Linked DNA regions of Salmo salar: region 1 is linked to region 2. A link is a contact called in public Hi-C data. All regions are on one chromosome and are shown on one strand. The core of a region is the stretch at or near the end of the contact, and the rest is flanking DNA. Distances in the headings are between cores, read along the strand shown. Region 1 overlaps LOC106561102 (inositol hexakisphosphate and diphosphoinositol-pentakisphosphate kinase 1). Region 2 holds the start of LOC106560744 (microtubule-associated protein 1A).

What was found. Hi-C and Micro-C count contacts between places; a contact is called where the count stands out from the background.
Region 1: a Hi-C map of muscle shows a contact between it and region 2, with 4 times the contacts expected there. The contact joins the enhancer-like site here to the promoter of LOC106560744 in region 2. A contact is called at or near these places in 2 of 3 Hi-C or Micro-C datasets (gill and muscle).

Annotation. Positions count from the first base shown.
Region 1 is chrssa10:73,303,086-73,309,814 of Ssal_v3.1, reverse strand. LOC106561102 (inositol hexakisphosphate and diphosphoinositol-pentakisphosphate kinase 1) reads left to right here. Exons shown (of 31, transcript XM_014124745.2): 26 at 3,344-3,446; 27 at 5,032-5,160. Among protein-coding and RNA genes, the nearest start is that of LOC106561101, 44 kb to the left of the region's middle. Within about 2 kb of position 3,989, at least 1 of the 13 cell types and tissues checked has an H3K27ac peak or open chromatin away from gene starts, as enhancers often do. A contact at or near this core is called in muscle, where this site is marked.
Region 2 is chrssa10:73,176,567-73,183,002 of Ssal_v3.1, reverse strand. It overlaps LOC106560744 (microtubule-associated protein 1A), which reads right to left and starts at 1,559. Exons shown (of 6, transcript XM_045688078.1): 1 at 1,117-1,559. The coding sequence starts at 1,369. scamp2 (secretory carrier membrane protein 2) reads right to left here. Exons shown (of 9, transcript XM_014123944.2): 9 at 5,721-6,436.

The DNA.
Region 1 (6,729 bases), core at 2,740-5,239, 120 kb before region 2:
GTGCACAAAACAGAAAACAGTTTGCAATGGAAAATACATTTTTTTTGGTTTCTTATTGGATAAGTCTAGGTAGTTCCTACCTGTTTGAGTTAATAATAATAATAATAATAATAATAATAATAAACACAACCCAGGCACAGCTTTCATCTGTTCATATATTGTATTGCTGGGATAGGCCTGTTTGAATCCAAACCCACGAAGAAAGAGACAAACTTTAATTTTCTAGTACTTTACTGAAATCCAATGCTTCTCAGGCTACATTCCATTTTAACGTTCTTTATAGCCCGTCCCTATTAGTAGATTCTTAGTAAAGTAATGCGTCTGTGTTTTTACAAATGAATTAGGGCCAGTTTTACCTAATTTGTATAAACATGTTAAATGTGCAATCAGAGGGAAAAGAACTCTGGACCACCTTTACTCCACACACAAAGATGCATACAAAGCTCTCCCTCGCCCTCCATTTGGCAAATCTGACTATAATTCTATCCTCCTGATTCCTGCTTACAAGCAAAAATTAAAGCATGAAGCACCAGTGACTAGATCAATAAAAAAGTGGTCAGATGAAGCACATGCTAAGCTACAGGACTGTTTTGCTAGCACAGACTGGAATGTGTTCTGGGATTCCTCCAATGGCATTGAGGAGTACACCAGATCTGTCATTGGCTTCATCAATAAGTGCATCAATGATGTCATCCCCACAGTGACCGTATGTACATACCCCAACCAGAAACCATGGATTACAGGCAACATCCGCACTGAGCTAAAGGCTAGAGCTTCCGCTATCAAGGAGCGGGACTCTAACCCGGAGGATTATAAGAACTCCCGCTATGCCCTCCGACGAACCATCAAACAGGCAAAGCATCAGTACAGGACTAAGATCGAGTCGTACTACACCATCTCTGACGCTCGTCGAATGTGGCAGGGCCGGCAAACCATTAGAGTACAAAGGGAAGCACAGCCGAGAGCTGCCCAGTGACACGAGCCTACCAGACGAGCTAAACTATTTCTATGCTCACTTTGAGGCAAATAACACTGAATCATGCATGAGAGCACCAGTTGTACCGGAAGACTGTGTGATCACGCTCTCCGCAGCCGATGTGAGTAAGACCTTTAGACAGGTCAACATTCACAAGGCTGCAGGGCCAGACGGATTACCAGGACGTGTACTGCGTGCATGCGCTGACCAACTAGCAAGTGTCTTCACTGACATTTTCAACCTCTCCCTGTCCGAGTCTGTAATGCCAACATGTTTTAAGCAGACCACCATAGTGCCTGTACCCAAGAACACTAAAGTAACCTGCCTAAATGACTACCGACCCGTAGTACTCACGTCTGTATCCATGAAGTGCTTCGAAAGGCTGGTCATGGCTCACATCAACACCATCATCCCAGAAACCCTGTTGTCATCTATGCATAGTCACTTTAATTAACTCTACCTACATGTACAGTTGAAGTCGGAAGTTTACATACACTTAGGTTGGAGTCATTAAAACTCGTTTTTCAACCACTCCACAAATTTCTTGTTAACAAACTATTGTTTTGGCAAGTCGGTTAGGACATCTACTTTGTGCATGACACAAGTAATTTTTCCAACAATTGTTTACAGACGGATTATTTCACTTATAATTCACTGTATCACAGTTCCAGTGGGTCAGAAGTTTACATATATTAAGTTGACTGTGCCTTTAAACAGCTTGGAAAATTCCCGAACATTATGTCATGGCTTTAGAAGCTTCTGATATGCTAATTGACATAATTTGAGTCAATTGTACCTGTGGATGTATTTCAAGGCCTACCTTCAAACTCAGTGCCTCTTTGCTTGACATCATGGGAAAATCAAAAGAAATTGGCCGAAAACTGTAGACCTCCACAAGTCTGGTTCATCCTTGGGAGCAATTTCCAAACGCCTGAAGGTACCACGTTCATCTGTACAAACAATAGTACGCAAGTATAAACACCATGGGACCACGCAGCCGTAATACCGCTCAGGAAGGAGATGCATTCTGTCTCCTAGAGATGAATGTACTTTGGTGCGAAAAGTGAAAATCAATCCCATAACAACAGCAAAGGACCTTGTAAAGACACTGGAGGAAACAGGTACAAAATATCTATATCCACAGTAAAACGTGTCCTATAGCGTCATAACCTGAAAGGCCGCTCCGCAAGGAAGAAGCCACTGCTCCAAGACCGCCATAAAAAAGCCAGACTACGGTTTGCAACTGCACATGGGGACAAAGATTGTACTTTTTGGAGAATTGTCCTCTGGTCTGATGAAACAAAAATATAACTGCTTGGCCATAATGACCATTGTTATGTTTGGAGGGAAAAAGGGGGAGGCTTGCAAGCCGAAGAACACCATCCCAACCGTAAAGGATGTGGGTGGCAGCATCATGTTGTGGGGGCTCTTTGCTGCAGGAGGGACTGGTGCACTTCACAAAATAGATGGCATCATGAGGAGGAAAATTATATAGATATATTGAAGCAACATCTCAAGGAAGTTAAAAATTGGTTGCAAATGGGTCTTAAAAATGGACAATGACCCCAAGCATACTTCCAAAGTTGTGTCAAAATGGCTTAAGGACAACAAAGTCAAGGTATTGGAGTGGCCATCACAAAGCCCTGACCTCAATCCTACAGAAAATGTGTGGGTAGAACTGAAAAATCATGTATGAGCAAGGAGGCCTACAAACCTGACTCAGTTACACCAGCTCTGTCAGGAGGAATGGGCCAAAATTCACCCAACTTATTGTGGGAAGCTTTTGGAAGGCTACCCAAAACTTTGACCCAAGTTAAACAATTTAAAGGCAATGCTACCAAATACTAATTGAGTATGTAAACTTCTGACCCACTGGGAATATGATAAAATAAATAAAAAGCTGAAATAAATCATTCTCTCTACTATTATTCTGACCTAAGACAGGGAATTGTTACCAGGATAAAATGTCAGGAATTGTGAAAAACTGAGTTTAAATGTATTTGGCTAAGGTGTATGTAAACATCCGACTTCAACTGTACACCCTACCTTAACTAACCGGTGCCCCGCACAGTGACTCTGTATTGGCGCATCCCCCTGTATATATTGTTATTTTTTACTGCTCCTCTTTAATTACTTGTTACTTTTATCTCTTATTCGTATTTTTTTAAACTGCACTGTCGGTTAGGGGCTGTTAAGTAAGCATTTCACTGTAAGGTCTACACCTGTTGTATTCGGCGCATGTGAAGAATAACATTTGATTTGATGTCTCCATTAGTGACTGCTTGGTTATTTCGCTACCTGTCTGAGTGTCAGCTGTTTGTCTGTCTTGGTCTGTCACACTGTGACAGTCTCCCTGTCCCCACCCAGGTCCTCTCCGAGACCTCCCCCGGCTCCTCCTCCAAGGGCGCCTCCTACCGCCTCTTCCCCTCCTGCTCGCGCCAGTCCCCTGAGATCAAACCGACTGGCCTAGGTGGGTATCTGGTTTCTGCCAACCACTGCTGCCACTGTCATATTTCTGCAACGCTGTCATCAGCACTCACTAATCTCTTTGGGTCATGTGAATGACCTCTCTCTGGGTCTCGCTCGCTCTCTCGTTCTCTGTCTCTTGTTCTGTTGCTCTCTCTTGCTCTCTCTCCGGCCCTCTCGTTCTCTCTCCCCCCTTTCTCTCTCTCTGTACCTTTCTCTTTCCCTTTCTCTCTCTCGTTCTGTCTGTTTTGCCTCCCTGTTTGTCTCTCTCTCCCTCTCGCTCTCCCTCGCTCCTTTTCTTCCTCTCTCTTTCTGATGGCTGCATAGCTGCCGTGACTCCATGGTGGTAGGTAGGTCCAGCAGCCAAAGCTCCCAAGCTTAGACTATGTAGGCCAGAGGTCAATGGAGAGTTAGTGGAGAGAATGCATCTTAGACTGTGTCCCAAATGCCCCCCCTATTCCCTTTATAGTGAGTGCACTACCGTGGGCCTGGTCAAAAGTACTGGACTATGTAGGGAATAGGGGGCCATTTGGGACGTAGCCTTAGAGCCCCACCACCAAGGACCTCTCCTGCCAATAGGGCTCTATATATGGGGGTCTGGGCTCCGCAGAGCCCCCCTGTATGCTATTCCAGTCTGTCTCTATTTACATGAATCTGTCAAGAGAAGCAAGGAATCTTCCACAAGTTGATTCAATATAACCGCAGATAAAATTAGTCCCCCGTGCGTGGATTTGGAGGTGCTTGTTACCCCCGGCCACTTTCTAACATAGTGATATTCACACCTTACTAAGCCTTTATAAAACAAATAAAAGTGTGCAATGGATGCATCAAAAAAACAATGGCTGGAAAAAACATGTTTTCTCATTGATGTGAACTTGGGCTGAGAGGTTGGTTTGACTCGTGCATGTGTTTTCCGCTGCTTTTCCATACTCGTACTGTATGCACCAAGCTTGTTCAATTATGTCAACCTGTTTTGAAATTACCATTCAAATGTTGTCGCTGTCCCTGCATCCCACCAAACCACCGATTCCAGCACAGCTCACTTTAGACCAGAATAAAGGAAAGATAAAGCCGCATTCTTATTCTGCTGTGACTATTTCTATGCCAACTGCTTTAGGAATTGAACAGATGGTTATAGAAAACCTATGTTATTTGTAACAATAGCAATGTTTCTGTCCCCACAGTCCTTGACTACTTTGTTATATTAGGTTCTCATGAGTCTCGTATTGTATTGCATTGTATTCACACTAAAAAGCCCTCTTATTTCTTAAATCCATGTCATCCTTTGTCTGTGGTCCTAACAGTTGTTGATATAAGTGTAAAGCCCTTAGGCAGTTTCCTATCCCGGGAGACCTTAAGGAGAGGCCTTATCTATTTTTCTTTTAGGAGGGGTTAGGGGCCCGGTGTTAGGAGTGGTCTCCGTTTGTGTGCTCCACTCTATTCATGAACACACACAGGCGCACACACACACACCCCTTAGCAACACTGAACTGCTCTTATTAAGAACAGCATGGTGTGCAATGAGTACTAACCCCCCCCCCATCCCTCATTCCCCTCCTCTCTCCCACCTCGCGGTTCTTCCACAACAGGGTCCCTGTGCTCGGGCCTCTTCAGTGCCTCTGTCCTGGGGGTGTCCTCTAGCGCCCCCAACCTGCGGGACTACGTCCGCACCCACCACCGCAAACCCCCCTTGTCCCCAGGTTTGCCTTTTGGAGATGGTACGTCCCTTCCTCTATCCATCTCTGTCTCTATCGACTGCTATCTAACTCCTGTCTTTTCACATGGCCGCTGAAAATGCCGTACATGGTGCCCGTAAAAAAAAAAAAAAAAAGTCAAATGTCTGCCATTTTAGTTCCTGCTCAAACACTCTTGTCTCTCCTTCCCAACCTTAGTGGACAATAAGTTATTTGATCACCCAAATTATCCAAGAGCCCTCCTCTCCCCCTCTATCCTTCTGCCTCTAGAACAATCCTCTGCTTGAGTGATTTCCCCCCCCCTCCCAACAGCATGAGTAGTGACCACAATTGTGATTATATGCTAAGAATGTAGGTTTTATACATTGCATGGATTGGTATTGGATTGCGCACAATGAAATGTGTTACCCATGACCAGTAATCCTGCTTCTCCTAATCAAAGCAACATGGCCTTTGATTATATGACATAACCGGTGTGTGATTAGGTTGCTAAGTAAATCTCGTCTATACAATTGTATATATTCTGTATCAGTGTGCATGTCATAACTAGGGGGTGAAAGGATTTGTTAATCAACAGGGAATTTTCAAATCTGTCTTGAGATCCATTAATCCAGCTTTGCATAATTCCCACTTGCATACCACAATTTCCTGACTCACTATAGAGGGAAATGGTGAGTTGACTATTATTATAGCCACCAGGGGGGCCTCATATAAATTGAACTCTGATTCTCGCAAATGTTTTCATCAGGGCATATGGCTTGGAGTGTTGGCGCACAAAGACTGGCTTAATTCAAAAGCTGACACCTACCTCTTGTCATCGAGTCAGATCAGCCAGCACCCTGATAGGAACTGCACAGTATGTAATATGAAGAACAAATGACCTGCCACCTGCATGTGAAGAGGAACGATTGTTCCACTGCGGATTGAATTGAAGTGCCCGTTTTGTCCAATGGGTGTCACTGTGCACTTTGTTTTCACCGTATACTTGATATTAGGTACACTTTAAGAAATGGTCGCTTTAATATTATGCTTGAAGATGTTACATATTTTGCTTGTATGAGACTAGAGATGTGTGGGGTTTAGAATAACACCAAGGCTTTTCTATGGTGATGGGGGTTTTGTCTCTGTGTTTGTGTGTTTTTGCAGTCTCACTCACTCACTCTCACTCACTCACTCACTCACTCACTCACTCACTCACTCACTCACTCACTCACTCACTCACTCACTCACTCACATATATAATGCTGGCCAAAGGCACTGGTACGTTGCAAGGACAAATGAGCAAGGATTGTGTCTACAGTCACAGCTCTCAAATCCAGATGGTTACACTATTTTAATATAGGTTGTTGTTAAATCTCATGCCCACTTCACCAGTGCCAAATGTCAGTCCTCTGTCTCCATTCAAAACAACCACAATTGAGTTATCATTCACTTTTTCATCCCATCCACATTCTCCATTGTTCCTTCATTACCCCTTCTTCCATGCTGCCTTCCCATGCTGCATATCACTCACCACACACAGGCACATCAATACCGTACATAGTTGCAGCATTATAGAGGGGACCTACTTGGGCTCCCGATTTGGCACAGCGT
Region 2 (6,436 bases), core at 310-2,809:
GGCAGCCACGCTCCAATTGCTGCTGACCAGCAAACTCCTGTGAAAACACCTAGCATTCTTTCACACCACAAGTCTGTGTCAAATGGCACCCTATTCCATATACAGTGCACTACTTTTGACCAGAGCCCTGTGGGCCCTGGTCAAAAGTAGTGCAATATGAAGGCAAGGGGTATAGGGTGCCATTTGGGACATAACACACTGTGTTAAGAAACACTGGATGACACCCAGCTTTCTATTATCCAAATGGCAACCATTTAGCCTTTTAGCTCACACTGAAGATTTTCCCATAGCTGCAACACTTGGCATAGTCCCTAGGCTTCCTTGATACAGAGAGAACCTGCCAGACAACAACACTACTGTATTTAACCGAACATCCTTCTGAATGTTTCAGTGCTGTGGGTGACTCATTATTCATGAGGACAACACACCAGCAGCTCGGCAGGGTGCTTTTCTAACAAGGCAAACCAGTTATTCTAAGCATTTTCCCACCTCATGGTCAATTCGTTGCTGTTGTTTGTGTATCACACCATTGCTGAGAATGTGCGGAACTTTTTTCCCCTTCTTGTAGTGGGCGCTCTAATGGCAGGCTACATGTGTGATTAGGATCACGTTCACATTTTGTTTTTTAAACAAATGGGCTATAGAAAAAAACCTGAAGGCTACATCTTATATTGTAAGCTATTCAAAACAAGCATGAATTATTCGGGAAGCAATTATTATGACATGTGTTTGTGTCCCTATTTTGAAAAACGAACAAATATGTACTCAATTTTCTTTTTTTAACCGAAGAATTAGATAATCCCTCGTAATTTATTAAACGATTGTGAAACGTTCAAGACAAAACAGGTGCACTTCAAGCAAACCAGAAGTCTATATTGCACAAAAGGTTCCAGTAAAAAGTGGCGTATGGGCATTTCGTTGAACTGCAGATTCAATATTCCCGATGCGGCATTTCCTTAAAAGGAAACCGTCCACGCATTTTTAATATCTTTCAATTGTATCTTATACGTTTCGATCTTTTCTATGCTGTTATATATATATTAGAGGACGTAATGCATGCTGGAATTACAGCATTATTATGTAAAAAGTGAGACTCGGTGACTCGGGACTACTCACCCCGCTCAACGTGGTCTCTAGCGCGTTGCAGCTGGTGGTCTGTCGCTATCTCTCCTATCACTATAAGCATGTAGTAGTTCCCTTGGCTGAAAGGGGGTCCTTGGCGCCGCTGCTCTCCAAGGTCCTGAATTCGCTTCTCGAACCCTAGCTGCGTGCTGCTCTCGTCCTCCTGCACTGCCGAGAGCTCACCTCGAGTAGGGATCTCCATGGCAACAATCCCGAGAGCAGACGCCTGGGACGGGTCTATCTCCATGACAACTTCCAGGAGCACGGTGTGTGCAGGGGCAAAGGTAGGGGAGGGCTCGCGGGGGTATCATAACGTTCACTTTTGGAGCTGTTTACTTCCATTTGATTGGTCTAAACGCCCATGCAGCAGGGTGATGTCACATAGTGAGTGATTGGGCATGTCCAAGGGGAGTACCTTGATTTTAGAACCCCCACCCCAAAGTATGATTAAGTTTAAATCTCAAAGGTACATCTGCAGCATCTCAAAGTTTATTTTCAGTAGCCTATATAGTCCACTCTGAGAACAAAACACACACACACACACACACACACACACACACACACACACACACACACACACACACACACACACACACACACACACACACACACACACACACACACACATACGCACACACACACACACACACACACACACACACACACACACGAACATATGCACACACACAAACACACACATCAAATAGCATATTAGCAGTTTGTGGAAGTGTGTTTGTGTTAGTCTCTGTCCAAGATGGCAGATTAAAGTGCCTGTACAGTGCCAGTGTAATTCCAAAGCCACAGCAAACTGCTGACTCCTCTGCTGAAATGTGCACATTTTGGCGATGCCAGCTCATGCCAGGCTCAGACCGGCATTAAACGCAGAGAGCTTGCTGCAATGCTGCCTCAGAGAACCACCCATTGTATTTTTTTCTGGATCTGTCAGACAAGGTAGGATTAATTATAAACATTGGCAAAAATGCAGAGAAAGACTCTAAGCCTTTTTTTTTTTTGGTATGTTGTCAACATCAAAGTTAAAAAATTGAGGGATGTTAAAATAAAAAAGCCTTAGTCATCGTGATATGACTCAACAACACGAATGCAATGTGTCAGATTAAAAGTCTATTGATTTGCCCCGTTTTTATTAAGATGGATAAAATGTGGTAAATAAAAATGTGCATATGTAATATGTAAGGAAGTAATTTTTTTAGGCTCTAGATGACTTTGCACCCGTTTCCAATTTCTGATTTGTTCTTCTTTTAATGTACTAACCCAGGCAATCTTGTAGCTAGGCCTAAAATACCAATGTACTAACCCAGGCAATCTTGCAGCTAGGCCTAAAAATATCAGCGGAAAATTAAGTCATCAGTTGCTATTTCACATTCAGGCCATGCAGTGAGTTCAATGTAAAGGCCAGTCTTGAAATAGTCTCTTTATTCTCTGCCTAATTCAGCTTTTCTCCTTGTTAAGCTTGGTTCTGTCCGACATGGCACCCTATTCCCTATATAGTCTACTACTTATGACCAGGGCCCATAAAGCTCTGCTCAAAAGGCATGCACTATGTAAGGAATATAGTGCCATTTGGGAAACAGCCCATTGTCCCTGCTGTTCACACATCTAAATATATACCAGAGGGAGTTGCAGCAGAAACCATCACGATGATAACATGACCCTTTTATGAAGGTTGATGCAATTGGGTTAAAAGACTGGAGTTCCAATATTCCAATGGGCTATTATATTTCAGGTTATTTTGGGTGGTAATTAACTGTGTGCAATGTCCTGTGTGTGTGCGTGTGCACGCGCGTGTGTGTATAACAGAGAGAGACAGGCAGAGACACAGACACAGACAGACAGACAGACAGACAGACAGACAGAGAAGGAAGTTCAGCATTACAGCGTGATTGAAATTTAAAAGCAATGTTCCCGCGTTAGTGGGGTCTGAATTCACGGTAAACACTGCATATCAACTCAATCGGAATGACCTTTAAATTGCTATAGCGCAATCTGTAATGCTTCCCTAAACAGGTTTCAATCCAACCTTTTTATTCCAGCAAAGGACATGTTGGATAAAAAAAGCCAAATTTGTCGGTAAACTTTCCAAATGTAGACCAAAATAAATATGCTAGACAAGCTGGGATATTGTGTAGGTAAAATCAATAATGCGGACAATGGCAGAGGAAACGGTTTTCTCCGCACATATTGATATAATAACCATCGAAGTAAACTTGGGAGTCATGCGATGAATCTCTGTGGTCCTCCCACTATGACTCGGGAAAGCATCCAGTTTATTAGGCACAGATTCAATTAATTATGATGAACTTCACAGGGTAGTGAACGTGAAAGGTGATGAGCTTGATGCTCTTTTCCAATAAATATCGAGGGTCTTATTCTGGTGACATGATCGATGCTTGGCTGCCGTTTGACAAACACAAATAATCTTTCTCTTTTGTCCATAACAATCTCATAATGTATGCTATACTCGCACTGTCTCTGTGAGCTGTTGGATAAGGCGCAATTGCCAATACCAGAGTGGGCACATTCGCTATATAATGCCACATTTTTGTGACGAAACCATCAGTAGAGTTGAAAATGCATGGAAACACGTTTAACTTTGATTTTTTTATTCGGTACATGGGAATTTAACCATAAACGTTATTTGGATGTGTACTGCGTCATCATGCAAAAATAAAATAACAAAAATCTGCAACAAGTAAATTTGATGGAAACATCTCTGGTGGGAAAATGCGCATATTGTTTTTATACATCATTTAGAATATTCGCCAAATTGGATGGAAACCTAGCTACCGAGAGAGAGACGTGAGAGAGAGAGAGACTGAATCAGAGCGAGATTGAATCAGGCATTCACCATTCATAGATCGGTCATTTGAGTACATACTCCAAGCAGTAAATGTATAGATGCAGGTACATGTGTATGATAGAGCACCGTACAGTGAGTCAGCACTTCATTCCAGCATATTCCAGAAACGCCACCATGCTGCCCTCTACTGGAAAACATGTCTCTCCTCGTTAAAAAAAAGTACACTGTCATTCATGTCTCTGCAGTGCTGCAAGTTATGATAGGTCAAATCCCAAGTTTTTTAGAGAGCTATCAGCTAAACTTCTAATATAATAATGATATGCCATTTAGCAGATGCTTTTATCCAAAGCGACTTACAGTCATGTGTGCATACATTTTACGTACGGGTAGTCCCAGGAATCAATCTCACTATCCAGACGTTGCAAGCGCCATCCTATACCAACTGAGGTAGGTGATGCCATTCCAATAATGTCAAGAATAAGTTAGTATATAACTCCTGAAGAGTTGGAGTGTCCTCTGCTTGTCATCCATAACCTTAGGAGTTGGTAAGACAGCACAAACAGATCTGGCTCCAGGCTTTGACTACAACTATTGATTGGTAACACCCCAAACTTCCTGGACAGAAAACCACAACAATATGTTTTGTCTGCAGCCATACAGTTACACAGCCGCCGGCCTCCTTCTTGCCTCCCTCCCTTCATTGACTCGCCAAAGATGTTCAGACTCAGAGACTGTTCCTCGCCTCCTCTGACCTTAATTGCTTTGTTCGACTTATAAATAGCTCCCCTGCCGTGTAACGGACCTGTAAATCGCCAGGAGAATTTCCCTGGGCCTCTGTGTCTGGCAGCCTGTGCTCTGAATGATCAGTGTGCAAGGTCAGGTGGTTGACGGGTTAGCTGGGACACTGTCTGGCCCATTTGGTGATGGTGGAGAATAGGAGGATAACAGGAGGCTGGGTTGTTATTCTTGGCTGCAGCCAGACTCCCCTGGAGAGAGAAAGACGAGCCTCGCCTGCTGTTCGGTCTTTACTGCAAAGTCACTGCAGCCCCAGACAGTGGAGTAATAATAATAATAATTAGGTGGGTGCTTACATTTGTCCTATTTCTCTAATGTACAATTTTTTTTTTGTTGCATATCCCACTCCCCCTGAGAGTGGGGTCAGAGCCAGGGGTCAGAGCCAGGGCTCAGCCATTACTGACAGTGACCTTAGAGCAATTAGGGTTAAGTGTCTTGCTCAAGGGCACAGACATATTTTTCACCTAGTCGGCTCGGGATTGAACCAGCAACGTTTCGGTTACTGGTCCAACACTCCTAACCGCTAGGCTACCTGCCACCCTAGTGGGTCAAGGGCTTAGCTACAGGGAACAACCAATGTACTACATTTGTGAAGAAAATACTTTCCCCCCGCTTCTTAATATAGTTTTTTCTTCAGATTTTTTTTAGACGGGGCAGCAGCACCCTCAGCACCCCTACTTCCTGCAGCTATGATCAATGGGAAGGTGGCAGAAATCAATGAAGGCCACGCTGCATTTCAACATTGTCCCCATTCAAATATTTTAGAGCACGTCGGTTCTGATATCACTAGATTGGTAAAAGCAATGCAACAGAAGCCTTGCTCTTATCTATCCAATCATGTAAGATCAGGGATCACTTCAAAGGAAATTATGGATTTGAAAGAGTTTTAACAGGGCCTAAGAATCCAAAGTAGCCCTTTGAGACATCACTAATGAAATGATCCTGAGTAAACTTATGATCTCAATTTAAACACATAAGAATTGTATCAATTAAAGAAACCATTTTTATTAGATAGTTAACTTAGTGTCTATAAACATTGAAATACAAAAGGCAATATATAATTATCCACTCCCAATACATTGCAGGCAAATGGTCATATTCACACAGATATTAAGAAAACCAAATATATTTCAATATCAAGTAACAATGATTCAGAAAATTAAATATTTATCCATTAGTAAACCATTAGCTTGAATATTACATTCTTCATAATAAGAGTTATTGATTTGCTTAGTTGATCTCGGACAATTGTTACATTTAAACCGACAATGAATACATACTCTTGTGAAGGTGACAAATGAAAATTACAAAATAGATAGTTTACATCAATCCATTCACAAATAATTTAGGTGCTGGTCTTCCTCTAGGAAACTTAGGGAAAAATCAATTCTCTTACAGTAGCTAGGTTTCCATCCAATTGACGACAGATTTTCATCCGAATAGTCAAAAATCCGCACAAAAACAATATACACATTTTCCCACAGGAGTTACGTTTCCATCAAATTTTGTGGATAAAATGCTGTGCGTGATGACATAGTGGACATAAAAATAACTTTTGCGGTTAAATTCCCTTTTTTTTTTTAAGAAAAAAAAAGTTAAATGACATGGAAACCCATTTTCTACTCTACTGATTTTTTTGTCACAACAAATGTTGCGTTTCATGGAGAATGTGCCCACTCTGGTTTTGGCACGTGCGCCCTA